Regions from separate parts of the Mus musculus genome. Here regions 1, 3, 4, 5 and 6 are each linked to region 2. The links are chromatin contacts, called in public ChIA-PET and promoter capture Hi-C maps. All regions are on one chromosome and are shown on one strand. The core of a region is the stretch at or near the end of the contact, and the rest is flanking DNA. Distances in the headings are between cores, read along the strand shown. Region 1 holds the start of Gimap1 (GTPase, IMAP family member 1). Region 2 holds the start of Krba1 (KRAB-A domain containing 1). Region 3 holds the start of Zfp783 (zinc finger protein 783). Region 4 holds the start of Gimap4 (GTPase, IMAP family member 4). Region 5 holds the start of Tmem176a (transmembrane protein 176A). Region 6 holds the start of Zfp212 (Zinc finger protein 212).

Region 1 (3,049 bases), core at 506-3,005, 340 kb after region 2:
TTGTCAACGATTTCTTAATATGTCTGTGGTCTGAAGCATTTCCCACAATTTCTTCAAACTGCAAGAGTAAAATGAATTATTGTGCATCCAGATATTTGCAGTAAGCCCTGCTCGTTCATGTTAGCTGGAGCCTGTTCCTTCTTCCTCACTTTGGTCCTGTATCTGGTGACTTCTATGGTCACACGTGTGGTGGTAAGTAGGGCAGTGGGGAGATGTTCCTTCTAAGGTTGGTGTTGCAAAGGCAAGAGTGGAGAGGGTAGGCTAAGAAGAAGCTTTCTTGAGGAGATTCCCACCCTCTCTAGTGAGGATTGAACCTAGGGCTTCCCACATGTTGTATCCTCAGGCCCACTTTCAGTTATTTTGAAACAGAGCCTTAAACTTACGATCCTCCTGCCTCCATCTCCCTAGAGTTGGACATGCCTGCTTTGGGGGGACATATGTAAAACCATATTGACACATCTCTTCAAATGGCTCAGATAATGAAGCAAGAGAGATTCTATCAGCATGCCAACATGCAGCAGCAGCACAGCCTCTCCCTCCAGCTGACCAGGAGTGCAGCCAACTGGCAGTACCCACTGTCTGACTATCACCCTTGCCCGGAGGTTGGCATCTGCTGAAGAGCGATGCCTCTAGGTTAAGTGTTTTCTCCAGTGGAAGTTTACATCCAATAACTGGCTGATAGAACTGTGAAATGCAGTCTCGTCACCTTCCATCTCAAGGTCTACGCAAACTGTAGAATTCCCTGTGGAGTCAGCATTTGTTGTGACTGACTCAATCTTATCCTTATCCAATACCGTCTTCTTTCCTTCCTCTCTCAGGTGTAAATCCCAAGGCTACTCCCTCATAGCTTCTTTCAGCACCAGATATCTCCACCTCAATAGTCCATATGCCTTGGAACCCAACCCTTTTACACAGACACACATACACATGTGCGTGCAAGTATACAAACACTTACATAAATATACTTACATAGAAACATAGTTTACAATATTAATAGATCAAAAGAAAAATCATGCAATTACTTCAACCATTAAAAGACATTTTTAAAGTAACTCACATTTCCAATCAAAGCCTTTATTTAGTAAAATAGGAATGAACAAAATATGCATGCACTAATTTAAAGATTAATCACTAATAGCCAATATCAGTCTTAGTGATATTAGATATTCTATTCTTTGTAAATTTTTCTTTTTTGTTTTCTTTGGTACTGGATAGACCCTAGGACTTTGTATATGCTAGGCAAATGATTCTAGGCAAATGCTCTATCAATAAGCTAAACCCTGAGCCTTTGGTGTTTGTTTTGTTTTGAAGTGGGGGTCTTAAAAAGATTAGTAGCCTAGAATGGGCTTCAATTTGTCATCCTCCAATCTCAATTGGAGGCTATTTTGTAGTAAGAGAAATCCTTAAAGAGAAAAATGGAAACAAAAATAATAAAAATAAAACAACAAACAAACAACAACAACCACCACCACTACCACCACCACCACAAAACACACACACACACACACACACACACACGGAAGATTACCTGTAGCCAATTCTAGAATAGAGTCAGCCAAGGAAGGCTCTGTTGACATGTTTGATTCTACTAACCCTTCTGGACAAACAGCCTTTAGTCACAGAGAAGATAGAGTGCGTGATTTCATAGAGGAATGCTAAGACCACAACTACATGGAAAATGTTTCTGTCTCTTTAAGCCATCATCATCCGGCCTTTCTCTCAGTTTCCTGATCTCTAAGACCCAGGCAGCCTAGCGACTTCCTCTATGCTCAGCCCTGGGCAAGGAGAGACTTCTGCACTCACAAGCGAAGGGAAGGCGAGGCCGGGGCTTCTCTGGGTCACTTCAGGGACTGTCAGCAAGAAAGGTGAGCCTGAGGCTGTGAGCTGGGGTGGAGAGGAAGCTGGGCTGTGAGACCAAAGTGTCTGGTACCTATACACCTGCATTGTACAAAGCACTATGCAGGAGCACTCCGAGCGAGCGTGCATCACAGGCAAGGGGGGCTTCCGGATGCGTTAGGATGGCCTGGGCTTCGAATCGACAAGTTTGGAGGAAGTCTTAGGAGTTCACACATCTTTGATGAACAAAGCTTATCTCTTCCCTCACTCTTTTCGTACAGTAAGGGAAATGTACTCTAGATCTCCTCCCAGGAGCAAAGCACAGTCCATTCCTCAAAAAAAAAAAAAAAAAAAAAATAGAGTTTTCTGATTTGCATGGTATCTTTAGCTGGTGATGTCTGGTGTATCAAAGAAACTTAAAAGGTCTTGAAAAAACATGTCTTTACCTAGTACCTTCCAGGACTGTGTACTTTGGCCAAAAAACAAGTTAAAGAGTAAAGTGATGAATTTTGAAAGAAATTTCATTAAATGTTTCTTTCTATAGAAAAAAAAAGCACATTCAGCAAAGGCAAACGATCCTTCTGTGTCCTTATAAACCATGCTTTCATGGCTACTCCTCATGGGCCACGTCTGTCTCTCAGAAGTCTCTTCTTCTCCTTGCCAGTCGGAGGGGCTCTAGCAAACTTGAGAGGAATGGAATTAGTCCTCACTTGTCTTCCTGGAGTTTGTCCCACTCCAACTGCAGGGATACCTCTGTTTCTCCGCGTCTACAAGGAAGGGTTTAAGAAATAATGTTCTTCAAATTCTGGATGCAGATTAAGCTTGTGAGAAAGATACTACTTGTTGTATCAGAACAACTGAGGATAGATCCAAGAAGTGTGATGTTGAGGGGAACACCTAAATACTTCAAAAAAACAAAACAAACAAACAAAAAAACCAAAAACCAAAACCAACCAACCAACCAAACAAAAACCAAACCAAACCAACCAAACAAACAAACAAAAAAGCCCCAAAAAACAAAAACCAAAACCCCATCAAGCTTGTAGGCAAGGACCTGGACTATCCCGGGCTCTCTTGAGCATATAGAACTGCATGTGCTTTATGTTCCCAGATAATAGAAACATTTATCGCCCGAGATTTCACTCGGTGTTTGCCTTTCTCTTAGAAACTATCAAAGGAAGCCCAGCCTCCACTCTGAACTCTGGAAGCCCCA
Region 2 (2,977 bases), core at 157-2,656:
GCCTCAAAAAAAAAAAAAAAAAAAAAAAAACAACAACAACAAAAAAAACAACAAATATAAAATCTTTTCCCTTCCCTGAACACAATCATTGTTTGTCATGGTATCACATCCCAGACTACCACCCCTGTTATCTGGAGTAAAACTTTTTAATGTAAAGATTATAAGGGCTGGTGTGGAGGCAAAAAATAGTCAAAAGGGTAATGAATGGGCAGCAGTTGTTTCTGTAACTTTAACAACTGGCCATTCAGCCAGTTTGATGGTGTAAGCTCTTCTTAGTGACAGATGGCCCAAATCTCCAAATGTTGCACCAAGCCCAGACAGGAGGACACTTAAAGCAAAACAGCGTCAAGACACTTCACATGCTGTAAATTATGTCTTCCTTTTTTCTTTTTGAAAGGTTTTGAGAGGATTTTGTGGCTTAGGGATCATAGGTCCCTGGCTTGAGGCCTAGGACTTACCCTGAGATGCTACTGGAGATGGACTGAACTTTCAGTTTTCTTTTTCCATGCTGCGGTCCTGTCCTTAGAGTGTGAAGGAAGAAATTCACTCAGCTGTGCTGGGCAGTAATGTTAGTGGTCTCTGCTCGATCATGTGTTCTGGCATGCCAGCATACAAAGCCAGTATGCCAGTGGAGCCCACGTAGGCCAGAGTCACTAAAGAGCTATGCTGGGGTGGCTAGGGAGAAATCGTCCTTCCTCGGATCGCAGATAAGGGGACGCCCCTGCAGACATTTTTAGGAGTGGAGAGCCGAGAACAAGTCCTGGGTATGGTGGCTTCTGCTGTGGCTCCAAGCACCTGTTTCAAAGCTCCAAAAACTTCTCTTTGAGTTTTTCCCATACAATGAAGGGAAAGACGAGGGCTCCAGGAAGGAAAATGAGCCTCAAAGTGCAGCCTAAGGACTATGTCTGCACCACAGAGACAGCAGCACAAATGAATCCAGAGATGGGGCACACACTTAGTCCACACATCATACATATATTTAAGCCTAGCGTTTGTCAGGAACTACTGGGGCCGCCACCATCAGTGGGCAACACGAGCAAGCAAATAGTCACATAAAATGTAGTGATGCAGATCAGTGTAGCGGTGAGCCACTGTGCCCTGGCCCTCAGCCACTCAGGGTCGGGTTTACGTGACTGCAGCCAACGGGAGAAACTGGTCCCTTTTTATCCATGCATCCTAACCTGGCACCTGTACAGGGCGCACTCAGAAAGCGCCGGATGCTAAAGAGAACGGAGGAGTGGATGGTTGGTTATTTGGATGAACGGTTGTTTGCACCTGAGCATGCGCAAGCCGCAAGCTCGACAGGATGTAACTAACCAGTGCCAGGCGGGTGCCTGAACCTGAGGAGCTAGAGGTGTGAGGGACGGAGCAGTAAAGGAGAACCCCGCCACACCCCCTGAAGCCACGCCCCAGGCACGGCGCCCTCTGGGAAGTGTAGTCTGCGCTTGCGTCGTTACCGCTGTGAGGCTGGGGGCTGCGGGCGGAAGCGGGACCACCCCTCCCGGGATGCGAAGCGCCAGACCGACCCAGACGAGCCAACTCTGCGGTTCTCGGTGTAGCGAGTTCCCCGGCCCCGCTTCCTGTCGTGCAGAACTGGGCCGCTGTCCCCGAGGGTCTCGAGGGTCTCGGTGCAGCCTCCAGCCAGAGCCGCACCGGAAGCTGGGTGGGCCAGGGAGTCGCGAAGCTGAGTTCCGCCATGGCGCTCCAGGTAAGACGAGCCGTTGCGGACCGACGAACGCCGCGGTCGGGCTTCTTGGTGCAGCGCAGTCCCCAGGGCAACAGGCCCGGGAGGATCCGTCACCGCCGACTTTGAGCTCGAGTGAGCCGATCAAGGTCGGCCAGTGCCCAGAATTCCCTAACCAGAAGTCTAAGGCTCTCCCCTTCTCCCAGGACACACGGACCTGGAGCTTTTTTTCTACCTGGGGAACTCATTCCTTTGGCTTTTCATTACAAGATCGTGAGAGGGTGTGCACGACTGAAGCCTCAGCAGGTCTTGGGGGAATAACTAAATCTGACATTTATTTTTGTTAAGATACGTAATCCCCGTGAATTGGGCCGGAAAAGTGGGGAGAAAGAAAACAGATCGAAGTTAATGCTGGTAAAATATGTCAGTCCCAGAGCTGAAGAAGAGCCACATCAGTTGTTGTGGCCTAGGTACAGTTTCGGCAGGATCGTGGGCTGTGAAGATGCCAGGGCAGTTGCTGCACTGCCTTCTGGGTAGACACCCAGAGTCAGATGTGCAATTTTGGTCCACGAGCTTTGGCCAAACTTAGGCAACTGTGTTGAGGTCGTGGCTGGACATCACTAATACCCCACAAGAATCTCAGGAGAAACGATAAGCCAGGTAAATCGAACATTGTCTGGCCTGGAAGCGTCTTTTTTAGCTATGGCTAACAGGTAGCCCAAGACTCTTGCTCAGATACTCCCACTGGCCCCATCCTAGAGTCTGCTTATTTGGGTTTTCTGTTCTGTAGATGAGGGAATTGAACCACAGATCTCTCCAACCTGATGTTCAAGGAAGAGTATTCATATACTGCATAGAGAAGATGGTCAGGCACGGTCTCTGAGAGTACAAGGTCCCAGGCTAAGGAAGAGGGGCAGAGATGGTCTAAGATCTTTATGTTCATTGTGACAGGGGTGACAGAATCACAGGGGTGTGTGCACAGTCTACAGTTGGGGACAGTGAGTAGCAGCCATGGTACAGGGTCTGACCCTGGTAGCCTGAGGCATGCTGGGGCAATGGGGCTAGGCTGATACAAGACTGAGTGCTGAAACTAAAATTTCATACAGAGACTGACACAGTTTCTTAGGAAGCCATCATGGGAGTTATGAGCAAGGAGATTGATCATCTACAGTGGTCCTAGTTAATCCTGGAAGGTTTTCTTCTGATGATTGGGCAGAGGTCCAGATGGCAAGCCAGCGGTAGCTGTTCTGAAGTTAATCTCCCCATCCACTCTGTCTCTTCCCCTTCCCCACT
Region 3 (3,007 bases), core at 42-2,541, 450 kb before region 2:
TAAAGAGTTAAATGTGATTTAACTATTTTATTTATTTATTTATTTATTTATTTATTTTGAGACAGGGTTTCTCTGTGTATCCCTGGCTGTCCTGGAGCTCACTCTGTAGACCAGGCTGGTCTCGAACTCAGTTAGCTTTTTATTTTGATTTAACTCAAAGTAGCACTGCCTGGTCTTGCCCTAAATGCCAAGGATTCAGTGATGCACCTTAGAGGTAGGTAGTTTGTGTCCTTACTATGTCAGCTGGCCCACACTTTGTTTAGAGATAATCCCCAACACACACACACACACACACACACACACACACACACACACACACACCAAAACAAACCCAAAGATTCAAAGCACAGTTGCCATCTGGAAGTTTATTGGCTTGTTGAATAACGACCATAGAATGGCTGTGAAATGCAGGAAATGAAGAGACCGGTTTTATTTTTATAAATAAATAAATAAAGGTTAATTATGGCTTTTCCGAGTAAAGCTTTCTAGTTTCAGAAGGAAACTGGTCTTAAATGGAATAATGTATTCAGGATAATTCAGGACATGAATTGGTTAGAAACCCTTAGAAATGAACCCAGTAGCTGTGGAGTTGTGGTCCTGTGTCCATTGTCTGTTTTGAAGCCTCCTGGCAGGGAGAGCAGGGCGCTCAATCCCAGCCAAGGCTAAGTAAGAAGATGTACAACTAAGTCCAGACTGGGTGTGGCGGGAAGAAGGAGGAGCTCTGTAGGGGGTAAGCAGAGGCTCTGAGCCTCAAAGGTGAGTGCACATGGAGAGAATACTCCGAAAGTACATCCCTCGGGTTCTACCAAGCGCTCTACCACTAAGGTACACCCCAGTCCTGGACTTGTTTTTTTGTTTGTTTGTTTTGTTTTTTGAGACACGGTTTCTTGTAGACCAGGCTGGCCTCGAACTCAGAAATCCGCCTGCCTCCCGAGTGCTGGGATTAAAGGCGTGCGCCACCACGCCTGGCTTGTATTTTTGTTTTAAACGCACCATTCCCCTTAGCGCTTCCTACTTGTTCTGAAAAACCCAAAATGGAATTTACCCTAGAAAAGGGAATCTGAACACCCTTGGGATGAGGGTGTCCCGCCCCAGCACGGAGTTCAGGGATTTCCTTAGCGTTTTCCTCACGGGCGTCTTTCTCGAATTTACCCGCCCGAAGGCTTGCCTGAGCCAGCTGCCTGCTCGCCCGGGGCCCTGGGGGTAGGGTTGACGCCGCAGGCCAGCGGCCACCGAGTGCGGGCCTTCTGGCTGCAGGGGGCGCCGTGCGCGCCGGGCCGCGGCTCCGGTAGATTAGGGCCAGCAGGGCACGTGGCTTGGGACCGTGTGGAGAGTGCGGGCGCTGGACAGCAGCTCCGGCCCCTCACCGACGCGCAGCCCGCGCCTGGGCCGACCTGTTGACTGAAAATCAGCCGGCGCTTGGCCAGATGCGTCGATGGAGGCCCGCAGCCCAGCGACGACGTGGTAGTCATGGCTGAAGCGGCGCCTGCCCCGGTAAGCGCCCCGGTCCATGGCCGCTGTGTGCGAGGGTCTCGGCCTACCCGGCTCGGAGCACCCCCTGCCCTGGCCCCGGCCCTGGCCTGGAGGCCACGCAGGCCACGGAAGCCATCAGCCTACACATGGCCGCAGGCGGCCTGGTGGGCTGGGCCCTAAGATCGGTGCGCGCGACATGGCCTCCGTAGCCCGGCCAGGCCGGGCGCTACCTTTTCTCCGGAAGGCCTGGAAGGACCCTGCAGATCACAAAGTCCCTGTGTTCTTCTGAGACCTGCGCCCGAGCAGTCAGACAGGAGCCAGGGTCGCCTTCCTGCCACATCTGCAAGGTTGAGGCTGCGAAGGGGGCCTCAGGTCAACACCTTAGGATGAGCCTACCACTAAAATACCTAGCGACTCTACTTTCTCGTAGGAAACAATACTTAACCCAATTTGCAACAGGTTTCTAAATTTTGTGACTGGGTTGGTTTGCCAAGATATAATGGCCCTCGGATCTAGACCAGCCTGTTTACAGAGTGAGTTCCAAAAAGAAGCTGGGGGAGGGGTTAGCTTGGTAATGTTCAGTGTGCCAATTTAGAGGACATGCTAGAAGATTTTCACCAGTAAAAAAAATCTCTCAGTAAGTGGTATCTATTATTACCAATACATCTCAGACAACTCTCTGAAACCTTAGTCTCTTGGAAGCTTTTAGAAAAGAACCTCTCTTTCTCTATTTTGCTGTGTGTCCTTCTAGGTTCCCTGACTACAAGGAATAGAAAGTCAACTGGGAATTGTGGAGGTTGTGGGAGTAGGACTAGAAACCCTTCAGTTCCTTCCCACCTACTCCTGCCCCTTAGTTGTCTTGCAGTACCTAACATCCCAGAAAGCTTACCAACAGGATAGATTTCAACACTATGATAATAACTACAGCTGATACCACGGATGCTCAAGTCCCTTACATAAAATTGTGTAGTGTTTGCATATAACCTATTCATATGCTTTAAAATACATTACATCGATGTCTAGATTTCCAATACAGTGGAAGGCTAATAGTTGCATCGAGGAGGAAATGACGACAAGAAAAATGTGTACATGTTCAGAATAGACAGAGTTTTTTCTTTCCAAATTTTTTTAGGGGGACATTGGGGTAGGGTTGGGGACAGAGTTTCTGTGTAGTCCTGGCTGTCCTGGAACTCACTCTGTATGTAGACCAGGCTGGCCTTAAACTCAACAGAGATCTGCCTGCCTCTGCCTCTAGAGTGCTGTGATTAAAGACATGTGCCCTCCCCCACCACCACTGGGCTCCAGATATTTTAATCCCATGTCGGGTGTATTTTTGATTGTAGACCTGCAGGTACATGGGACAAAATGCCTTTTAAAAAAGAACAGCCAGGCATGGTGGTGCACGCCTTTAATCCCAGCACTTGGAAGGCAGAGGCAGGCGGATTTCTGAGTTCAAGGCCAGTCTGGTCTACAGAGTGAGTTCCAGGACAGCCAGGGCTACACAGAGAAACCCTGTCTCGAAAAACCTAAATAA
Region 4 (3,128 bases), core at 73-2,572, 290 kb after region 2:
AACCTCTTAGGGGCAGTGCTCCTGAGAAAAAAACTTCACAACTTCTCTCTCTTTCTCTCTCTCTCTCTCTCTCTCTCTCACACACACACACACACACACACACACACACACACACACACACACACACACACAAACACTAGCAGCAATCAATTGCCCACAGCTCTCCTTAGATAGGGCAAGAGTTCATGAGCCCTTCCCCATCAGCACTGAGGTTTTGGTCCATGCAAATTTTTGTGTGAAATGACCTTGTCATATCCAGCAAATAGTGTTTCACTGCAGTGTTCAATGACTCCAGTCTTTTCACCCCTCTTCTGTAATAAGCCCTGACCCCTGAGGAGAGGAGATATGATATAGATGTGCTATTTAAATCCAACTGTATCATGAATTATATGACATGTAAAAATACCTAAATATCCAAATTAAAAGTAGATTCTAGGGGCTGGTGAGATGGCTCAGTGGGTAAGAGCACCCGACTGCTCTTCCGAAGGTCCGGAGTTCAAATCCCAGCAACCACATGGTGGCTCACAACCATCTGTAACGAGATCTGACTCCCTCTTCTGGAGTGTCTGAAGACAGCTACAGTGTACTTACATATAATAAATAAATAAATCTTTAAAAAAAAAAAAGTAGATTCTATTTATATGCTATTAACAAGGAGCTCTCTTCTCTCTCTTTCTCTCTTACTCAATTATTTCTTTCTCTCATTTCTTTCTTTTTTTTTTTAAGCTCAGCTGCCCAGAAGTTAGTGGCTTCTTCTTCTTTTTTATTGATTGATTGATTGATTGATTGATTGATTATATGTAAGTATGCTGTAGCTGTCTTCAGACACTCCAGAAGAGGGAGTCAGATCTCGTTACGGATGGTTGTGAGCCACCATGTGGTTGCTGGGATTTGAACTCCGGTTCTTCGGAAGAGCAGTCGGGTACTCTTACCCACTGAGCCATCTCACCAGCCCCCTTTCTCTCATTTCTTAAACAAACATACAGGAGATTCAATATCACTGCCAGCCAAGTCATTGTCATTCACATTTACAGATTGTTCTGCCAAACAAGAGCTGACTGACCGTTATTTACTATGATGGACCATATTGCAGTCAACTAAAGTCCTGGTGGTGAAAAAACGTGACTATTGATTTATCACATTCCAAGTGCTAAGTAGCTACCAGCAGCCCATGGGTACCACATGAGATGACACAGAACAAGAGGACTGCAGAACGTTCTGCAGTGCAGCTTGCTAGGAAGATGGGTGGGTCCCTTGCACACTCCTATTTCCACAGTTCCTCCCCCTCGCTTCCTCTCTGCTACTCTGTTTTCTTGGTGTTTAGTATTGTTTCGAAATCAGAGAAGGTCAAAGGACCCAGATTTTCAGGTAAGAGAATAGGGATGGATGATGTGGGTGTTGAATTTGGTGAGGAAGGGGCCTCTCTACTAGCTGTGTCTAGTAAACCTCCTGACAGACCTGCTCTTGGGAATTGTATTCATTGGCTTCTGTTTCCAGCCTGATAATTTTAGGCTGTAGTCCGAGTTGAAGGCTGAGTTCTACAAATTCCTGTGTGCTTCAGGGTTCGCTGCTTTGAGGAGGACACTTTTTCTACAGGGAAAGTATTCCTGCACTGGTCAAAAAAAAAAAATTTTTTTTTTAAATGTGACTCTTCCAGGAAGAGAATGACTGAGTTAGCTTGGAGAGAGCAGGCAGGAAGAAGGCAGGGATGCGGAGGATCCCTAACAGGCTCAGCTTGGCACAGCTCCCCCAAGCTGCCATAATGTTGGGATTAGCACTAGCCTTTATCTTTTTCCTGTAAGCTGCTTCCTAGGGAACCTGCCTCTTGGGGAAACTATTTCCCCCCCGAGTTCTTAGAAGAGCTGAGCTCCCTCCAGGTAGGTCTAAGTAGGGAGGTTATGTTTACTGTGGCTACTGTTCTGAAGCCAGTAGTAGACGTTTGGTCATAGGCAGAGCGGGGATGACTTAGTCAATGAAATCTGCACCTACAGAAACACAGGTCCTGGTTTTACAGATGAATTAGAGTCTAAAGAGCTCCTCTGTCACCCTGTGCCCTCTGTCTCCCCCGACCCCGAGAAAGTTTTGAGAAATTTTCTACCATTGATACTGGGCCTCCTTGCTAATCACCAAATCAAGTCTGTGCTAAGAACCAATGCTTTGTGTGAGTTTGTGGTTTCTTTTTAGTTTATGAGAAGCTGTCTTCCACCCACCTGGCCTTCAGGCATAAAAAGCCTCTTTCAAAAGAAGCATCTAGAGTTCTGCTTCACATCTGTATCTGAGGGCTCCCTGTGTGGGGACTCTGTCCTTACCAAGGAGCATTCCAACCTGTCCTGATTGTAGTTGGCTCCAGAGTTTTCAAATGTGTTCATGTGTATTAGGTAGAGGAAACACTCAAATGAGCTGAGTGTTTCTACATAACTGTGTCTTGGTTAACAGGGAAGGATGGCTGGGTGGCACAGGCCACCCCCAAGCAGAGAGAGGTAAAGACCCAAGAAGGTCAATTTGCTTGTTTAGTAAATTGAGACCCGCCCTTTGTCCAGTGCTGTGTCTGTGCCTGGAAAGTTTCCTGTCACAGAGTCAAAGAGGAGACAGTCATATGCTAAAAAATGATTTCGTGTTACAATCATGTCTTCGATGAGGAAATGCTGCTGTGCAGTTACAGCAAAAGCAAGTGATCTCAAAAGTGGAGTCTCAGGTTGGCACTGCTGCAGGAGAGAGCCATTGGAGAGAGCATCTCAGGAAGTAGAGGCAGAGCAGCCCCAGCTGGGGGATGGGCTGGAGCAGTGCCCCCAGAAAGGGAAAATTCTGAGAAAGCATAGGAGATAAAAGTGCTTCAAGGGTCCTGGGAACAGAGGGGAGGTCAGTGACTTCAGCGAAAGATGTCCATGAAGGAACTTCTGGACCATTCTAATAGTTCAAACTATCCTCTAAAGAGAATCAAAAGCTGCTAGGGAATTCAAGCAAGAAAATGAAAATGAAATTTTATTTTGAAAGTGAGATCTGGTGGTAGAGTTGTGAAGGGACCAAGGAAGGGATGATTGGGCTGACAATGAACAGCAATGGGTCTGATCAACATGAAGGTAGAAACAAAGGGACAAATGAGATTTCTGAATGTAGTCATTGGGATT
Region 5 (2,949 bases), core at 414-2,913, 450 kb after region 2:
TTACGACCGGCAATATGCACCCCTAGTCACACACCCACATGAACAGGCATGTTTAAATTACAAACATGCAGTAATTTTAAAAAAGATGTTGATCTTTGGACTGTATATCATAATTTGGTAGATACAGAGGCAAGGACCTATGGTGCTGGTCCAGGTATTAATTTCTGAAAAACAGTTTCTACTGTGGTCTGTGGTATATATTACTTTTCTCCCACTGAATAAAACCACTGTTCCGAGTTTCCATAGGGCCTCAGGCAGGCCCATGAGGTCTTCATATTCTGCCTGATTACTTCCTCAGCGTGGCCTCCATTCTAATCAGCACAGAGCTTAACACAGCTTCCCACTGTCTCCTGTTATGGGCTTATAACAACCATTTAGCCCCTCTGATGGCTTGCCTCTGTCCAAAAGAAGTTCTGCCCAGTGGCTCTCCTGGGCAGTCTGGTTAAGCATCAGTTCTGACTGGATATTGACGGCCACTCCAGTCACTTCCCTTTGCATCCCTTCATGTTCTCCCCCACGCCACGGAGCACCTTCCACTCACCCGTGCACCTCAGAGCCGAAAGCACAGGAGTCTGACAACTTTTCAGGAGGGACGAAGAGAAACACAAATGAAGGCCTCAGGTTCACACCTTCCCTTGAGGTTCCAGGAATAAAGTCTCAGTTGTCTGGGTGCTGGCCCCCTCTAGACCCCCAGTGCTATCCCTGCCCTGGCCACCCAGAATCCCTCTGCTTCCTCTGCAGAGCAGGAACTAAAGCCCTAGGCACCAAGAAGCCTCTCACCACTTCTGGCACCGCTCCAGATAGTGGCTCTCTGATATCCCTCCTCCCAGTGTTCAGAAACAAAGAAAAAGAACACCCCGTGTCCCCACAGCTGTCCCACCTCTGCGTGGTCTCAAAGGCCCTGCTCTTAGAACGCAGGCGTGAGGCACTGATAACTATGGAAGGTAAAGCCAGACTCTGACCTCCCCAGCCTCAGCCCTGTTTCCAGAGTCACATCCTCTGTCCAACACATCCCTCCCTCCCCAGAGTCCTACAGGAAAGCAGAGATAGAAGGAAGGAGAAGCATCCTGAGCCAAGATGGAGCTTGAGGAGTAGACTTGGAGACTCTTCCAGAGAAGAAGGAACCCTATGCTTCAAAAGGGGGCTACCAAGGGGCCGTGAAGGGTCCTGTCTCACCTGCTGTCCTCTGCGATGGGTGGGGCTGGAACTGAGAGGTCTGGGAGGAGCTGGCTTAAAGCTGACCCCAGAGAGAGGAGAGCAAGAAGGGGGTGGAGGGATGGGGCCTGACATGGAGTCTCTCAGTTTGCCAGCAAGTAGCTGACAGGAAAGGGCCCCACTTGAGGGGGGTCCATCAGGAGTAGATGATCAGGCCTGCTGGAGCAGGGATACAGGTGACACAGATACACTCATACACCCAAGGTGGCACAGGCCAGCACCTGCTCAGAAAGCTCTATCCCTGACTGGGAGAGAGAGCACTGTGCAATCAAAGGATTCCACAGGAACAATCAGTGCCAACCCCAGCTCTTACCTCGCCCACCTTCTCCAGCTCTCCAGTGCCCAGTGAGGAGCTGCCTGCTGGAAAACCCCTAAAGGGGCCCTCAGTCCCAGCTGCCTGCCAGGAAGTGTTGAGGTCTGCCCATTCCCCCTCCCCTTCTGGCTCCCACCCAGGTTCTTCCTCCTGCCAGGGCTGAAGTTCTCAACTACTGCCAGCGCCTCTGTGTGAGCTCTGGCCTTCCCTGCTGCACACTTCCCCGGTCCCAGAGGAATCAGGTAAGACAGCCCACCATCACTTTAGCATAGCTCGTTTCCCAGTCCATCCAGATCCATCCAGTCTGACGCCCTGCGAGCTTGCTAGGGGAGTGGACACACTGGGGTGTGCCTCCAGGGACAGGTATGGCCTCCATCTCTACCACTCAATTCTGTGGGGACAGGGTCAGTCAGTGCTTGTCGTTCATCCAAGGAGATGGTGGCGTCTGGGTGAGGTGGTCCCTGGGACCCTGGTAGGGAAGAGATAATTGCAACAGAAGCTTATGGGGCAGTTAGAGGGGGACACTGTTTAAGGGGCTTGGCCTCTGACCTGGATTCAGAAAATGCTGGGGAGAAGAGATCCAATCAGAGGTTGGGTGAAGAGATAGGTTGTGTGCGTTCTGCTTGATCCAAACATCAGGCTCCTGAAGACCATGGCAGTGGGGCACAAAGCAAATGTGGGGTGAAGCGGGTACTCCAGCATCAGGCTTCCCTGACAGACAACCCTCCAAAAGAGCTGAAGATACAGCTCCACAGCCAGGGGCAGCCATTCTGTGTCTCTGTTAGCCCCCAACTCCAAGCCGCCTCTGAAACATCTGCCAAATATTTCTTCCTGCTTTTCCTTTTCTCCCTCACAGACGATGTCCACAGACATGGAGACTGCAGTCGTCGGCAAGGTGGACCCTGAGGCTCCACAACCCACCCACATTGATGTGCACATCCACCAGGAGTCTGCTCTGGCCAAACTTCTGCTGGCCGGATGCTCATTGCTAAGGATTCCAGCATCCGCTTCCACCCAGAGCCAGGGCAGCAGCAGAGTGCTGGTGGCCTCCTGGGTGAGAGTAGCTACGTGCTTGATGGGCCCAGGGAGGGACCCTCATTTGGGCCATATTTTCCTCTGGCCTCCTCTATACATCTGTCCTCCTAAGACATTGAGTTGATTTTGTCTGTGTGTACAGACAGTTGCAGCTAACAGGTAGCCCTGCTGCTGGAGAGCTGTGTTTCAAGTCCTCTCTCTTCCAGGTGGTGCAGACTGTGCTGGGGGCTCTGAGTGTGGTTCTGGGTGGAACCCTCTACATAGGCCATTATTTAGCCATGTATTCCGAAGGCGCCCCCTTCTGGACTGGGATCGTGGTGAGTGTGGCATCATGAAGGTCCAGGGCTGTCTGAGAGCACAGGGATGGCGGTCCCTTTGCTTCCCTT
Region 6 (3,030 bases), core at 405-2,904, 480 kb before region 2:
TTCCCAGACACTCCTCCACTCAGAACACCTCTCCAAGCTGAGGCTAGTCCTTGTCACGTAATTAAGCTGTCTTGGTCAATAAATGGTCTAGATGATCGCTGTCCCAGTTCTGATTCTGTGAAGTGATTAGAAGTCCTTCTTGCTGCCATTGAATTGCTTAAGAGGATCCATCTGGTTCTTACAAGATGAGGTCTGCTCCAGGGTACAGCTTCACACACAAGGATAATTGCCCTTATCTGAGACATGATCTATCCTTTACACTCTGCTCTTCCAGGGATTCAAGGTGACTGCTGGTTCAGGACAATGACTTACCTCTGCCTTCAGCTTGAAAGGGGATGAGATGGGACAAGTAGACACACTCAACTGATTGACACGGTTATGGAGTCAAGCAGGAATTTGATCCAAACAAAGGCAACAAACAAAGATAAAATGAAGGCACAGACACACCCAGACTGCTGTGGGGGGCTTAAATGAGTCAGCGCTTTTAAAAAAATTATTATTATTTTAATATAAATGTAGGTTTTTAAGTGCCTGTTAAAACAGATGCTGAGAATTTTTTTTTTCAGCAGGCCATCGGCTTGGGTTCTAGAGAAAGTTGTTAGTTGTAGTCAGTGTAGACAGGGATCATTTGCAGAAAAATGAAGAAGGGACCAGTCTAGTGAGAGTACTTGAATTCTTAGAGGAAGCTATTCACACTTAGTGGAAACTCATGTCATTCTCACTCAGCATGTCCAGGACAATGTAATGGAAATGAGGCATTTGAGTACTGCAAGTACTGGGTTTGGGGGTGTTGTTTGGATCAATGTCTCTTTAGATATTTCTGGCTAGTCAAAAACTCACTATATAGCTGAGGCTGGCCTCAAACACCTGAGCGCTGGGGTGGTAATGATGTGGCCAGATGTTTCCAAGCCAGAATGCAGAACACATTGCCTCTAATACCCTGGCACCCTGGCATGAGGACTAGGTTATTTATTTAGTTTTTTTGAGACAGGGTTTCTAGCCCTGGCACTCACTCTGTAGACCAGGCTGGCCTCGAACTCAGAAACCCATCCACCTCTGCCTCGCAAGTGCTGGGATTAAAGGCATGAGCCATCACTGCCCGGTGAGGACTAGGTTAATTATTTGTGATTAAGGCTATCTTGAATTCTGCAATGCAAGTGATTACCATAATTAACACTCTATAATGGATTGACCAGAAAAAGCCAAGTCATAGGTGAGCATGGAAGAAAATCACTTGCCTATGAGAATTCACCTTTTCTTTAGCTTCAGCTGTGTTCTTCCCTCACAGAAAAGGGTGTACACATTTGTACACATTTTTTAAAAATTATTTTTATTTTTGACAATTGCATGCAAGTCCAGAACGTATGGTGTTCACATCCACCCCCATTAGCCTCCTTTTCTACTAGTCCCCACGCTCTCCTCCCTACGCCTTTCTCTCTCTCTCTCTCCTTCCCGCGCCTTTTTAAACTTGCACATATTTGAATCTCTTAAAGCATTTCGCGGAGTGCAGGACTCAAATTCAGAAAATGCTCTTGATTTTGAGAATCCTTACGCTTACACCCCACACTCAATGACTGAATTTCCAGGCTGCTGTTCCCCTTCCAGGAGCACAGTGGCGCAACAGAAATACCGCGCGGTAGGAGGAGCCGCTGCCGCTCTTCTTGGGGGTGGGGAGCGCTCCCAGAATGCACCTTGTATCAACACGGCGGCGGCGGCGGCGGCGGCGGCTTCCAGGAGGGTGAGGACGTCTGGCGGAGCGGCGTACAGTTCGAGCAGTATCCCGCCAGTCGGTGTTGTGGGGCGACTGCGACCATGGCGGAGTCGACGCCTACTCGGGTAAGGTGCTCCGGCCGGCTCGGGAGGGCCTTGGGGGAGACAGCGCCCTGCCCGGGGCGGGGCTTGAGGCGCTCGGTCGCAGGCTTGGTTTCCTCCGCGGCCGTTGGCGCCGGCGGATGCTGACTTCCCTCCCGGTACCCTCGCCCTCCGCCCGCCCGCCCGCTCGCTTGCTCCCTGGGTCCTTCTGCGTCAGGCTCAGAGCCCGGATGCTCTGCGTCTTTCCGCAGAAACTTCTGCGAGGCTTTTTGAATTGTTTGTGACTGCGCCCACATATTTTCCTGCTTCGTGCCAACTAGGGACTCGTTTTCTGAGTTGGAGTGAAGGCGCGGGATAAAACCCTGGGTTTGGGTTGTTGCCTTTGAGCTCAGCTACGGAAGACCCCAGGACTTAGGGCTTCTCTCCGACCAGTGGGGCTCTGCTCCGGTTGCCATGTTCTGCCATAGCTATCTGTACTGAGTTTGCAGCCACAGGTTGAAGCCTTCTCTCCTTGGGGACTGGTGTATTTGCTGTTTTTGTTTGTTTGCTTGCTTGTTTTTTGTTTTGTTTTGTTTTTACAAAACTGTGGGTGCGCATTGTTATCCGCTTACCGCCTCTTCCAGCTGTCTCTCTTTTCAGAGAATGTGAAGACACTGAAAATTGGTTTGAGGAATATCTTCCGTAACTCAGCGTTCATCTATCTATATATTCAGTGCATGGTCTTCGGAAGGCAGTCTATGCTCACTTCTCTAGGCCTTTGTCTCCTTAACTTGAATTGAGAATGTTGAGTTCCTTGTAAGCATTTTTACGTTTTTTTTTTTCTGGCTCCAGTCTCCTCATACTGTGTCACAGTAGAGGTTAACATAGGAAAATAGGATAGATGGACCTGAACTGGCTTTTCACTGTTGAGACAGAGCCTCACAGGCTGTCCTTAAGCTGATGACAATCTTCCCGACTCAGCCTCCCCAGTGCTAAGTTTACAGGTGTAAGTCATTCTGCTGGGGTTTGTTTGGTAGTGGTTGTGCTTTGAGGCAAACTCTCATGTGCCCCAGCCTAGCCTATCTGAGAATGACTGTAAACTCCTACCTCTGACTCCCAACTTGCAGATATTACAGGCATAAGTATTTTTCTTGTCTTTTTGTTTTGTTTAGTTTTTGTTTTTTAATCTTTCAAAATAAGGTCTTACTTTGTGCCCTGGCTGCCTGGAACCAGTTAGGT

The links. Promoter capture Hi-C pulls out the DNA fragments that hold promoters and counts their contacts. ChIA-PET counts read pairs in DNA pulled down with a chosen protein or histone mark. Capture Hi-C pulls out chosen DNA fragments and counts their contacts.
Region 1: a promoter capture Hi-C map of liver shows a contact between it and region 2, with 4 times the contacts expected there. The contact joins the promoter of Gimap1 here to the promoter of Krba1 in region 2. A contact is called at or near these places in 8 of 39 promoter capture datasets (the 3T3-L1 cell line, 3T3-L1-derived adipocytes, cranial neural crest and 3 more) and 1 of 115 datasets of contacts at active chromatin or transcription factors (memory CD8 T cells).
Region 3: a contact with region 2 is called in an RNA polymerase II ChIA-PET map of effector CD8 T cells, with 6 read pairs. The contact joins the promoter of Zfp783 here to the promoter of Krba1 in region 2. A contact is called at or near these places in 3 of 39 promoter capture datasets (cranial neural crest, hippocampal neurons and second pharyngeal arch cranial neural crest), 1 of 484 Hi-C or Micro-C datasets (CD4 T cells) and 2 of 115 datasets of contacts at active chromatin or transcription factors (effector CD8 T cells and memory CD8 T cells).
Region 4: a contact with region 2 is called in an RNA polymerase II ChIA-PET map of memory CD8 T cells, with 8 read pairs. The contact joins the promoter of Gimap4 here to the promoter of Krba1 in region 2. A contact is called at or near these places in 2 of 39 promoter capture datasets (the 3T3-L1 cell line and 3T3-L1-derived adipocytes), 1 of 115 datasets of contacts at active chromatin or transcription factors (memory CD8 T cells) and 1 of 9 other capture datasets (adipose tissue).
Region 5: a contact with region 2 is called in a promoter capture Hi-C map of liver. The contact joins the promoter of Tmem176a here to the promoter of Krba1 in region 2. A contact is called at or near these places in 6 of 39 promoter capture datasets (the 3T3-L1 cell line, embryonic stem cells, hippocampal neurons and 2 more), 1 of 484 Hi-C or Micro-C datasets (the N1E-115 cell line), 2 of 115 datasets of contacts at active chromatin or transcription factors (the 230-238 cell line and embryonic stem cells) and 3 of 9 other capture datasets (adipose tissue, liver and pancreatic islet).
Region 6: a contact with region 2 is called in a promoter capture Hi-C map of adipose tissue. The contact joins the promoter of Zfp212 here to the promoter of Krba1 in region 2. A contact is called at or near these places in 2 of 39 promoter capture datasets (cranial neural crest and maxillary cranial neural crest), 3 of 484 Hi-C or Micro-C datasets (all in embryonic stem cells) and 1 of 9 other capture datasets (adipose tissue).

What each region holds. Positions count from the first base shown.
Region 1 is chr6:48,737,292-48,740,340 of GRCm38.p6, forward strand. Gimap1 (GTPase, IMAP family member 1) reads left to right here and starts at 1,756. Exons shown (of 3, transcript NM_008376.3): 1 at 1,756-1,865.
Region 2 is chr6:48,394,180-48,397,156 of GRCm38.p6, forward strand. It overlaps Krba1 (KRAB-A domain containing 1), which reads left to right and starts at 1,407. Exons shown (of 18, transcript NM_001347152.1): 1 at 1,407-1,708. The coding sequence starts at 1,697. Gm16630 (predicted gene, 16630) reads right to left here and starts at 1,229. Exons shown (of 5, transcript NR_152250.1): 1 at 459-1,229.
Region 3 is chr6:47,941,884-47,944,890 of GRCm38.p6, forward strand. Zfp783 (zinc finger protein 783) reads left to right here and starts at 1,292. Exons shown (of 6, transcript NR_027963.1): 1 at 1,292-1,494.
Region 4 is chr6:48,683,256-48,686,383 of GRCm38.p6, forward strand. It overlaps Gimap4 (GTPase, IMAP family member 4), which reads left to right and starts at 1,323. Exons shown (of 3, transcript NM_174990.4): 1 at 1,323-1,368.
Region 5 is chr6:48,839,820-48,842,768 of GRCm38.p6, forward strand. Tmem176a (transmembrane protein 176A) reads left to right here and starts at 1,664. Exons shown (of 7, transcript NM_025326.4): 1 at 1,664-1,770; 2 at 2,385-2,582; 3 at 2,770-2,880. The coding sequence starts at 2,388. Tmem176b (transmembrane protein 176B) reads right to left here and starts at 1,555. Exons shown (of 7, transcript NM_001164207.1): 1 at 1,177-1,555.
Region 6 is chr6:47,918,914-47,921,943 of GRCm38.p6, forward strand. It overlaps Zfp212 (Zinc finger protein 212), which reads left to right and starts at 1,655. Exons shown (of 5, transcript NM_145576.2): 1 at 1,655-1,836. The coding sequence starts at 1,813.